Linked DNA regions of Rattus norvegicus: region 1 is linked to region 2. Evidence: chromatin contacts called from public Hi-C data. All regions are on one chromosome and are shown on one strand. Each heading gives the region's core, a stretch centred on a gene start, on an enhancer-like site or on the middle of the called end of the contact. The rest is flanking DNA. Distances are from core to core; before and after follow the strand shown.

The links. A called contact is a pair of places that touch in the nucleus more often than the background predicts.
Region 1: a Hi-C map of the A7r5 cell line shows a contact between it and region 2, with 7 times the contacts expected there. The contact joins the promoter of Gpr3 here to the promoter of Ahdc1 in region 2. A contact is called at or near these places in 9 of 12 Hi-C or Micro-C datasets (the A7r5 cell line, Schwann cells, frontal cortex and 4 more) and 1 of 1 datasets of contacts at active chromatin or transcription factors (oligodendrocytes).

The regions. Positions count from the first base shown.
Region 1 is chr5:150,695,330-150,701,691 of GRCr8, forward strand. It overlaps Gpr3 (G protein-coupled receptor 3), which reads right to left and starts at 3,197. Exons shown (of 2, transcript NM_153727.2): 1 at 3,078-3,197; 2 at 77-2,099. The coding sequence starts at 2,094. The coding sequence ends at 1,105. It also overlaps a transcript of Cd164l2 not described here.
Region 2 is chr5:150,510,709-150,516,622 of GRCr8, forward strand. Ahdc1 (AT hook, DNA binding motif, containing 1) reads left to right here and starts at 2,170. Exons shown (of 6, transcript NM_001134956.1): 1 at 2,170-2,253.

The sequences.
Region 1 (6,362 bases), core at 1,947-4,446, 190 kb after region 2:
TTCCTTAGCGGGTCCCCGCTATCATGGCTCAACTCCATCCACACTATTCATATGCACAAACACAAGTATTTACCAAAAAAAAACCATTTTTATTGAGTAGGGTTGGGGACTGAACAGGAATGCACTGGGGGCCATACCCCAATTGGCAGAGGGCTGGGGGGATACTGGCTCTGCCCCGCCTCCTCTCGGGCACCTCAGGGTAAGGCCTGGCCCCCAGGCCATGGCTGTGGCGCTGAAAGCCAGGCTGGAGTGGAGATGGGGGGGTGCGTTTTACAATCCCGACTGCCTCGCCGAGTTGCAATTCCCCCAAATGGCCACCAGAGGGAAGCCGGGCCTCAGCGCAGAGGAATTCTCGGTTGCTCAGGTGATGGCTTCTTAAAAAAATAAAAAACCAGAGGCTGGTGTGTTCCCCTTGCAAACCCGAGCAGTGCGGGCCTGGGGAGGAGGCTCTGGTTTCTATGATTTCTCTGATAAAAAATAAGCAAAAATAACAAAATACGTGTTTTCTCTTTTTCCATCCCCCACTCCAGGAACTGAGGTCAGAAACGGGGTCGTGGAGGCTGGGGATACCCTGGTATGAACTAGATTTCTAGGTGAGGGTCTCTTTCTTTTTCCCTTACCACCCATAATTTATAAATAAATAAATAAATAAACAATAAATATACCTTCTTTGTATGTCCATATATATAGATAAATCTTTCTCTCTCATCTAGGCAACTAAGTGATTAACCTCCGACTCCGGAGCTTCGAAAGTCAAAAGCAACAATGATCAAGGTCAAGTTTCTGGGAAGGAAGATCAAGGACTTGGAATGGTACTGTAAAATTCCCAGCATTCTGGAATTGCAAACCACTTTGGGCTGTGAGACATTTCTGAGTGGGACCCTGACCATCTGGAACATTCTAGAGCCATGCAGTCAGCTGGGCTCGGCCCCTGCAGGAATCTTGAACAAGATCCCAAAACACCCAATGTCCTAGAACTCCAGAACCAGCTGGGTCTTAAGGGCGTGGGACTGGGTGGGGGAGGGGTGGTTGGAACTAAGCCCTGGCGGACCTAACCTTCTGAAGTTCTACGGTAGTCAAAACCACAGATCCACCAGGATCAAACTAGACATCACTAGGGGACCGGGACCGGAATGGGATCTTGGAAGTAGAACAGCAGCAGCAGATGGCCCACAGCACCTTCTGCACGTCTTGGTTGCGGAAGGCGTAAATGACCGGGTTGATCATGGAGTTGTAAGTGGCAGGGAGCAGGGTAAGGTAGGTGTAGAGAGGAGGAGAGTTGGCGTCTCCCAGGAGGCAGTAGACAGTGAAGGGCAACCAACAGGCGGCAAAGGCGCCAAGCACCACGGCCAATGTGGCGATGCCCTTGCGGGTGGCCACGTAGTGGGAGGCAGGCAGCAGGTGTCGTTGGAGGGCGATCTGCTGGGCGTGGCGGCAAACAATGCGGCAGATCTGGGCATAGAGCTGTAGCATGATGCCAAACACCATGAAGAAGACGATGGCCAGAACCACCAGATGGTTCTTGGAGAGTGGATAGACTACGCCGCACGTGGTCAGGCCATCCCGGCAGTTCCAGGCCAGCACGGGAACCAGCCCCAGGCCCAGGGCACCCACCCACACCAAGGCCAGCATCACGTAGGTTCGAGTTACTGTTGTCTCTGAGTAGTAGGTGAGGGCGTTGTACAGGGAAAGGTAGCGGTCAACGGTGATGGCCAGCAGGCTGCCGATGCTGGCAGTAAAGGCCGTTGCTAGCACGCCAACCAGCACCAAGCTCATCTCTGGTGAGCCAATACAGAAGTCAGCAGCGAAGTGCAGGACCAGGCCCAGGCCTGCCAGCAGGTCTGCTACGGCCAAGCTGCCCACCAGCAGGAACATGGGGGCGCGGAAGGCAGGCGTGCCCACAATGATGGCCACCACCAGAGCATTCTCGCAGGACACCAGGGTGCCTGAGATGCACAGCACCACATCCCAGGCCCTGGGAGAGGGCAGCAGTGTAGCTGGGCCTGTAGGTTCCTCTGCTGGGTCTATGCTCACATTCACACTGCCTGAGCCGGCTGAGAACCAGGCCATGGATCTTCCTGCACCCCACATCATGGTACCTGTAGAAGAAAGGCCTTGTGAGATCCTGGCAGGCCTGCAATCTGACAGGAGGCCCTTGGAGAAAAGAAAAAAAAAAAAATCCCTGGGGCTGGGGATTTAGCTCAGTGGTAGAGCGCTTACCTAGGAAGCGCAAGGCCGTGGGTTCGGTCCCCAGCTCCGAAAAAAAGAACCAAAAAAAAAAAAAAAAAAAAAAGTGAATCAAAGCTTACCATAAGTGAAGGGGGGAGCATGGGATTCAAGGTGTTCCCTCAAAAGGCTCACGCCAACCAGCGTGATAGGGGAGGGAAACATGTCAAGAAAAAGAGCAGTCAGCTCCCTCCCATCAGAGATGATGACTTGGTTCCTGAAGCTCCCAGACCCCTCACGATTCGCAGCCTCAGGCTCCGCCCCCAGGCAAACCCGGTGCAGCTCCTTGCCAGCCCCCACTCGACATTCCTAGGGTAACTCCTGGGAACTCATTTCCCGTACACTCTCTACCAGACTTCTGACTCTGGACAGACGTCCCCCCTCCCGGCACCCCCCCCTTCTTCCTAACCACTGGGTCTGCGTGGCAGACACCCCCTGGTGGAAGCATGATTCCTAAGTCAGACCCCTCCTTCTGTCCGGACACCTAGATCTTGGGCCTGACTCCGCCTCCTGCCTTGGATAGCTGAAGCCCTAAATAAGACACCTCCCGCTACTCGGACACCCAGATGCTCGCCCCAGACACCTCCTGCTCTCTCAACCTCAGATGACCGCCCGTCCCTCCAGGGCCTCAAGTCCCGCAGGAATGCTTACCCTTTGCCGGGTCACCCCATCATACTACTCAAGCACCCGAACACTTGGGGAGCTGCCTGCTAATGTAGAATCTGCTTCTCCAGAGTCCCAGGTACGACCCCCGACCCTGAGCACCCGCAAGCAGCCTTCCGCCGGCCCGGCGTCCCTGCACGCTGTGTCCTCCCAGACTCCGGGTACCCGCAGCAGGGCCCACTACTCACCCGTGGCTCAGGACCGGGTGCGGCCGGGCCGCGGGGAGCCTCCACTCAGGTTCTGGCAGAGGAAGGTGTGTGCGGACCCCGAGAAGCCCCCGCGGCCGCGGGAGACGCGGCGTGAGTCACCCCGCCCCGCCCCGCCCCCGGCCACCGGTTTGGTGACGTCTGAAGCCCAGCAGACCAATGGACGCTGCGCGCTGGAGCGCAGCGCGTGCTGCGCGGCATAGTAATGAGGCCTCGCGCCGCCCGCTCCCCCATTCATAAAAAGTGACCGTGGCCGCGGCCCCGCCCCCTCCGGAGCCGGCTCTCTCTGTCCTTGACGCGGCGCCCTCTGCGGGTCGGGGGTTTTGGGGACGCTAGTGGGAGAGCCTTAAAAGAGGCCACAGAAGATGCGGGAAGAGGTCAAGGGATTGGGATAGTCTGCGGGGGTGATGAGTACCTTCGGTAGCAGAAACGAGCTGACACAAGACAGGTGATGGAGCGAAATGGGCGTCCCCGGTGAGGATGACAGGCTTTGCCTCTGATAGGGCCCTGGGGTGACGGTGACAGGAGCACGAGGGAGCAGGGAGGTGGGTGGCTGTGACGATATGAGCGTGGTGACAGGATCTTGGAGGATGGCGACTGTGGGACGTTGACGATAGAGAGGTGTAGGCCTTCTCAGGGCAGCCACAGCATTGTCAGGATGACTGCACCATGATGGAGCTCGGGGACCCTAGGGTGGCAGAAGTGGTGACAAGGCTTTGGAGATGAGTATTCAGGTGAAGGAACTTGAGGTCACTGTGACCCTGTCAAGTGTTAAAAGACTGAGGTGACAAAGCTAAATGAGGGCTGTGGGGTCCTGAAGTAAAGATCAAATGACTTGGTGAGTGGGCCCCAGAGTGAGGGAACAGGGTAGGAAGTCTGACTGGACGGGCGACCCAGCAGGTAAGTTGCTGTCAGGACCAGTCCTGTGATGTTGGGGTTGAAATAAGGAGCTGGGTGACGTCACTTATGTGGGCCCAATAGCGTCCTCGCTGCACGGGAGGGTGCGCCTGGCAAGATTTCAAAACCTGAATTATTTATTCAAGGATCTGAAAAGCGGGGGTTGGTGGGGGGGTCACTTCCCCGAAGCAGGAGATAGGGAGCCGGGAAGAACTTGGAAGCAGGACTCGGCAGCTCCGTGCCTCTATGAGCACCCAGTTTTAGGTACCCAAGGGAGGTGGAACTGGAAGAAAACTTCCTCTTTCTCAGCTCTGCCAGCTTTATCCTTAGGGAAATGCCCCATCAGATCTAACCCTAGTGACCAACCCTGTCCTGCCTCCCTTTGATCTTCTCTGGAATGTTCGAGATTTTCAGAGGGTGATGGGAGTTAAGGGTCAGGCGTCCATCTGAGGCTGAGGAAAGAAGGCCAAGAGACAGGGAATACATCATACCCTCACAGATATGACAGAACCTGGCTGGAGAGAATGGCACTTTTTTTTTTTTTTTTGGTTCTTTTTTTGGAGCTGGGGACCGAACCCAGGGCCTTGCGCTTGCTAGGCAAGCGCTCTACCACTGAGCCAAATCCCCAACCCCCGGGAATGGCACATTTTGGGTCGGATATGGTGAGTTCATATGGTAGAGGTCAGGAGACTAGCTTCCAACCCTAATTCTTCCATTTCCTGTGACTTTGAGGCCCTGTCAGGCCCTCCGAGCCTATTTTTTTCATGTCTCACCTGCTGGGAACCGTTGGGGAGATGTGGCCCATTATCAGCATGGGTTGTATATTGGCTGTCAATGGTACATCTGGTCAGTAGAGGACAACGCAGGAGGGCACTAAGAAAATGAAGAATGGTCACAAGAAGCTATGCCTTTGAGGGACCAGGCTAGAGGAGGCTCTCCTGCTGCAGGATCTGTGTATGGACTCCTCCTTGGCTCCTTCAGAATGCTCCTTTTAGCCATTTCTTCCCTAAATGGGCTTCCTGACCTCTGTCACAGATGACCAACTAATCTCCCTCTCCTTCCCTCCTCTCCTGGTTATGTTCTACAGTGTGCAGAACTCCTACAACAAAATGCTCACCCAGGTTTCTTTTTCCTGTTTGCTTGGAGTCCGAGCCTGTCCCACTAAGCCTGTCACTGTCCCATGTGACAATAATGACTCGGTTTGGTTTGTGCTAGGGACAGTGCCTGATACGTAATTGGTATTCAATTACCATTATCTGTTGACTGATGGAAGGTAACAAGATCGGTCAAATAGAAAAACCGAGGGTTGGGGATTTAGCTCAGTGGTAGAGCGCTTGCCTAGGAAGCGCAAGGCCCTGGGTTTGGTCCCCAGCTCCGAAAAAAAGAACCAAAACAAAAAAAAAGAAAAAAAAAAAAAAAAAAAAAAAAGAAAAACCGAGCGGGCAGAGGTACGTGCCTTTAATCCCAGCACTCAGGAGGCAGAAACAGGCAGATCTTGTGAGTTTGAGGCCAGTCTTGTCTACAGAGTGAGTTCCAGGACAGCCAGGGCTACACAGAGAAGCCCTGTCTCAAGACAGAAACACTCGAATGTGAGACCAGAGAGATAGCTCAATAATTAAAAGCATGTGTTGCTCTTCCAGAGGACCCAAGGGTGAGTCCCAGAACCCACGTGCTACCTCACTCGAATTAGAAAACAATAAAACAAAACATTTGTCAGGCAGTGGTGGTGCAAACAGATCTCTTGGGCTGGAGAGATAGTTTAGTGGTTAAGAGCACTGACTGCTCTTCCAGAGGTGCTGAGTTCAAATCCCAGCAACCACATGGTGGCTCACAACCATTATATATATATATATATAATCTTAAACAAGCAAACAAACAAAAAAATAGATCTCTTGAGTTTGAGGCCAACCTGATCTACAGAGTGAGTTTCAGGCCAGCCAGGGCTACACAGAGAAACCCTGTCTTAAAAAACAAACAAAAAAAAAAAACCCCAAAATACTCATATAATGATAAAATAATAAATATCTAAACATTAAACAAACCCAGAGAGAGAAAGAGAAACACAGAAAAAGTGACAGGCCTGATAGGGATGTGTCCAAGAGAGAAGGCAAGAGCATCATAGGACATCAGTACCCCAAGACTTGGATATCTACTCCTCCCTATTTTCAGTCAAGTCCCCAACAGAGCTCTGGTCTCAGAGAACAAGCAGAAACAAGGTGCTAGGGCGCTGGGATCAAAGCATAGATGAGAGATGCATGCTTTTCTGAGTGGCCATGAATTAGTCAGGGTTCTCTAGCGTCACAGAACGGATGGAATGTCTCTCTATATTGAGGGAATTTATTGTGATGACTTACAGTCTGCAGTCCAACT
Region 2 (5,914 bases), core at 920-3,419:
TATGGAAAAATCCCAATTGTTCTATAGGTAGGGACTGGGAGATATGGAGGGACGGGGGAGGTGGTGTGGATGCGTCTTCCTTGTTAGCATAACATCACCATCTGCTTTTAACACATGTTGACCAGCCATCATTACCCTGCAAGACCAAAGAAGGCATCGGAAGCAGGTGGACCAGGGAATAAAGACATTGCTAGAGAAGCCCCGGACATGAGGCAAGATGGACTAAGCCAGCAGACACTGGCCAAAGGAATGTCAGATACAGCCAAGAAGTTGGGATCAGCTCAGATCCAGTCAGTAAGTAACCAAGTAGCAGGGCAGTGACCATGCTATTCATCTGTTTATCCTGTAAACCTCAGCTAACACTTGTCTACCTTAGTGCCAAGGGAGGACACACAGACACGGGGAAGAAAGTCAACAGTAAAGGGGCGGGGGTGTGTGTGAGGGTGGTGGTGAGAGAGATAGGGGATCATCGCTGTTATCGCCCCAGGTTTAAGTAAGTGAGCTTTGGAATTAGCCAGATGCTGGATCCACCACGTTCTAATCGGGACACCTGAGCTTCAGAACTCTTATATCTAAAATAGATATAAGGTCTTGAAGGCGTGTTGTCGCGAGGCTCAAGGGCCCCGTGGTGCCCGGGTGCTCAGTAAATGGCAGCCGCGGCACTTCTTTCAGAGCTGTCCAGCCACCTCCCTGGGGTAACAAAGCCTTCCTCAGAGGCGCACATTCCCATCTGTGGGATAGGCAAGGCAGGGGGCCCAGAGCCAGGGGCTGGAGAACAGATGTGACCTGAAGAGGAGGTAGGTGAAAGTGCGCCCAGCCCCCACGCCGCAGCAGGAGCTGGAGAACTGTTGAATTCCGCTCACAAATAATTGTTCGAATTCGGGAGAAGGCATGGTATCTATAAATTGTCCAGGATTTTTGCGCCCTCGCCTCCAGTGGACGACAATAAAAAGTAGGCGCTGGAAGAACTAAATCCAGGGTTGAGTTTGGGGCGAAGGGCCACTAAATGCGGAGGAGACTGGCGTTTCCAGAGTGGCTTTCTCGCCAGAAGCCTCTTCCTAAAAGAAAAACGTCCCCAAATTGTGAGCGTTGGTCCTCCCGTCTCTCCATGGGCCCTCTCAACGTGTTTGGGACACCCCAGAAAGTCGCAGCTCTTTTGGCTCATCCTCTGATGCCCGATTCCACTCATTTCATTCTTAGACCCCGCCCCTGCGCTACCACCCGCAACCTTGGCGCAGCCAGAGCCCCGAGTAGGGGCCTCGGAACGCCGGGAATGTTCCTAACCCTTGAGGAGGATCAGCAGTCCTAGATAAAACGGGACTCATCCGGGCCGGGGATACTCCCGGACAGGGTCCGCTCCGGGCCGCGCCGTCGGAGCAGCCCGGAGCGGCCCCGCCCGCACAGTGCGCGGAGCGGCGGAGCGGTGACTACAAGTTCCGGCGTGCTTTGCGCACGCTCCCCCCCTGGGGTTCCGGATGGTGAGCAGCGAAGGTAAGGCGAGCTCGCAGAGGCAGCGGCGGCGGCGGCGGAGACGGAGAGAGGCAAGCAGGCAGGCAGGGCGAGGGCGAGAGACGGAGGGAGGGAGCGAGCGAGGCAGACCAGACAGACAGACAGGCGGGCGGGCGGGCAGAGCGAGCCACCCGCCAGGCTGCGCTCAGCCTCGCTCGCAGCGGAGAGAGCAGAAGGCAGGAGGAGGGAGGGGAGGAGGGAGGAGGGAGGGAGAGAGGGAATCCAGCTACCACCACCCAAAGCCAGCGTCTGCTTTCTGTCCTCATTTCCTTTTCCCACCCAGCTCGGAGAGCAGAGAAAGGCAGAGAGAGCGAGAAATAGAGACAGGCAGACAAACAGACAGACAGACAGAGCGGGAGGGAGAAGGGCGGCGGAGGAGGAGCAGGAGGACTACGCGGGGCGCCTTCCCTCCCAGGTTTGCAATTGGGGGGTTGGGGCGGGGGTGTCCAGGGCTGTGAGAGTGTGTGAGCGGCTGGGGAAGCGAGTGGGGCGCAGATAGCGAAGGAGTAATCGTGGTGGGGGGGGCGCCGCGGGAGCGGGGGGCCGTGTCCAGCGGAGTTAGCGGCGGAGAATGTGAGCCGAGGCGCAAGCCATGCTGTCAGCGACGGCAGGCGGCTCAGGGCTCCTCTACGACTCCTCTTCCCAGCAGCCGGGCGCCCGTGTTGCTGTCGCCGGCGGAAGATAGACGCCCCCCGAAACCCCTCGCTTGGCTCGGACCCACGGAGCCGGCAGCCCAGCACTCCGGTAAGTAGCGTCTCCTCCCCAGCTCTAGACGCCGTTGGGGACCGGCCGGCCAGGCTCTTTTGTGCAGCGCACTGTGGGGGGGGCCCAGCGCCCCCAGTCCGGTCCGCCGGACCCCGTGGCTGCGGTGCCCGCGGTGCGATCGGTCTTTGTTTCCACCGGGGCCCGCGGCTCGGCTGGGCTCGGCTCGAAGCCTGGCAGGCAGCGCCGGGAAGGGGGAGGGGGAGGTGGACGGGGAGGGGGGGCGGGGAGGGGGGGTTCTCGGGTTTCCTGGCCGCCCCGCGGCTCCCCCGGCTCGGGGGCGAGGTGCGCGCCCAGCGCTGCCGCGCACCCCCTCCTCCTTCCCCCTCCCTCCGCCTTTGGATTTAAAACTGCAATTTGCTCTCCAGCTTGCTGAGAATGTGGGGGGGGGGTGGGATGTAGGGGGACCGTGGGAGCGGAGAACAAGGCTGGATTTTAGGATAGGCGCTGGGAAAAGGGGAGACTGCGGAGGGAGGAGCCCCTCCCCTCCAGCCCCCAAATCCCAAGGTTCCGTTGGCGCTCTGGGAGTTGAGGGGCGGGGACCTAATGACCCGGAGGGGGTGTGGGGCGGAGGAGGGATTTGGGGGCGGCCTGGCCGGAGGGGTTGGGCCGCGTGCCCGGTTACCTGGCGAACAAAGTCGGCTCACTTTTGCATAAATAAATAAATAATCGTGTATCAATACGTTTCCTCTAGGGCTCTGATTGAATCGGCCCCCTCTTCCCCAGGGGGTGGGGTGCTGAGTGACAGCTGTCAGCCCCCTAGGTCGGGAGCTGGGGTGAGCTGTTGAATCTCTGCTTTCTGGCTGAGGGCGCCTTCCCCGGCTGGGTCTGGGTCCCTGGACAGAGCCAAAGGGGCAGGGGGCTGGCTCTGAGACTAGGAAATAACCTTGCTTCCTGTTCTACAGGAAAAGGGACAGCAACCCAGAGTTTGGGGGCTGGGGATGAGGACTGATGGGAGCTGGGGGGGAGGGTTCCCCAGCAGCCTGACCCCCCAGCCTCCTGCCAGGCGAAGGGGCCAGCTGAGGGAGGAAGGATGTGGGCCTTGCTGGCCGGAGGCGGGAGCTGGGGCTGTCCCTGAGGCGGGCAGCGGGCACAGATCGCAGAGAGCAGGAGGAGGGAGAGAAGCGGGGGCGGGAATTCTCTACCGCAGACCCTAGGGGCCAGGGCCAGATGTGGAGGGGTGGGGAGTCTCCCCTCCCTCCCAGCTTGGGGGCCCTGGGGCTGGGCTGGGAGGGGCTGAGCCTGGTGCCCTCGGTTCTGCACCAGTGCTTGACTGGCAGGGCCAGCTGAATTTGGGCCCAGGCGTCACCCTGGGAGGCAGGGCTGGGCTGCACCAGCCTGGTCCCTGAGCACAAGGAGGGACCCTTGGGGGGCCTGTGCCTGTCTGGCTGGGCAGGCGTTTCCCGCTGGACCAGTTGGTGTCAGGCGGGACTTGGCCCCAGCTCCCTGGGCTGAGCTCAGGGTGTGAGGACAAGCTTTGCCTCCGGGTCAGGGTGGCCACATTCTGTCCGCTCTTGCTGTTGCCGCTGGCAGGGCAGGGGCAGGAGCCCAGGCCTGGGCAGAGTCCTGCCAGGGGCATTTGGGGTGTTTCTATTGTTGACTTGTTCCTGTTCAGTGTGGCCCGGTGTGTGTGGCTGTGTGAGCCAGGGCTGTAAGTGAAAGATTACCAGTCTGTTCACCCCCCTCCCAGCACGGGAGGAGCAGGCAGGCTGGGCTGTGGTGTTCAGCTGTGGAGGGACCCTTGAGGTAGCACATGCATGCCACTTGTTAAAACGTCTTCCTTTGAGCAGATGTATATTTATTTTCATTGTAATGGAAAATCAAACGGGATAGTAAGTTGAATTCATTTCTCCTGTGTCAATAGCTGGAGGAATCCCCAGAGACTGGTGAACTTCTGGCCCCAGAGCTCCCACCCTTCAGAGGTGGCAGTGACTAGAGAGGGTATGAGCTTTGGGAGACCATGGGCATCAACCCAAACCTGTGACTCATCTCCCACTTGGTTTGGCATCGGAGCAGGTGCTCAGGTGGGGCAGACACTGCCCCCTCCCTAGGCATCTCCAGGGTGCAGTTTGACCATTCAGTCACCTTCCCGGCCAGTGCCTAAGTTGTGCCTATTCCCCCAGGGACAGTCCCCTGGTGGGCTTTCTTCTCTGCCTGGGCTGCAGGCCCACGTGCTGATATTTATTTTCTGTACTAAAATCCATTTTTAATGCCGTTACTTTTGAAATAATATAGAGAGAAACAAATGTGATGTGTTTAAGTTGCCCTCTGTGAGTTTTTAATGTGATCTATGGCTGAGGTAGTGACGGAAGGAGCCGTTGGGCTCAGAGAAATCTGTTGTCATAGAGAAAGACTTCGCTGTTTATTATGGTTGTTGGGCTGGGGGGGTCTGAAACAAGGTCTCAGGGTCAGGGAGCCCCTGACGCCCCCTGGTAATGTGGGTAAACAGTTTAGTTTCTCAGTTTTAGTGTGTGAGGCTTCCAGGATTACTTTATATTGTTCCCCAGCCTAACTGATGGGGGCCTTTGGTGATGGGGGGGCAACACCCTCCCCCCAGGCCGTGTGCTTAGCTATTGTCGGGGAGAGGTCTCCTGCTTGCTGAGTTAAATAGAGGTATAAATATGAAGGAAGGTTAGACCTGGATTCTGAAAGATGTTAAGGGGTGGGGGCTCCAGCTGATTGTAACTGGGGCAGACTGTTCCTGACAGAAGACAGTTTGGTGGGTGCACTGGTAGAGCCCCCAGTGGGATGTCAGCTTGAAGCGTGTCTCTGTTCCTCATTGGACAGGGCTTTCCTCCAAGCAAACCTGGATTTGGTCATTCTCCTTCCTTGCTTTCTGTACCACCTCCAGGGTTACTTATGAGCCTGTGTGTGTGTGTGTGTGTGTGTGTGTGTGTGTGTGTGTGTGTGTGTGTGTGTGTGTGTGTGTATCCTCGCCTGCTCTCGGTAGGGGGGAGGGAAGAGAGGGGGTGGAGAGCGTGAGCGAGCTCCTTGTCTTCTGCCAGTCTCCCAAGACCAAGGGGTGCCGTGCCTGTGTACCAGATGCCCTGGCCCTTCTGGTCTGGCTGGGTGAGGTCAAGCAGATGCACTATTATGGGATGGAGCCAAGCTCTATCTCTGGTGGCTGGGATCTCTTGGGACAGAGAGAAGGGGCAAAGCCTAGGTGTGGTGGAGTTAGCGACTGCTAGATGAAGCAAGGGTAACATTGTTGCTAATGCCAGCAGATGCTCACACACACACACACACACACAACACACACATACACAACACACACAGAGTAGGGTGGGGGGAGGAGACCCAGGTAGCTACATGCTGCTGAGGAGTGGGAAAGATAAGAGGCCAAACCTATTGAAGAGAGTGAGAGAGAAACTAGGCAAGGAATGCCAGGGTCTCTTTCAGGGCTCAGTGGTGGACCCTAGGAACCTCCGAGGGCCTGGGCTCCTCCCACTGCCTCTATCCTGTATCCAGATGCGGGCCACGCTGCCATGACTGAGGGCTAGGATTGGCTTGCGGGTGAATTATAGAAAGAAAAGTGCAAATGTCTCTGGGAAATGGGGGGGCAGGTGGGAAAGAGAAGAGGGAAGAATGCGATAGAATGAGGGAGGGAGGAGGATTCCGGGGGTCTTGACTTCCAGCATCAGAG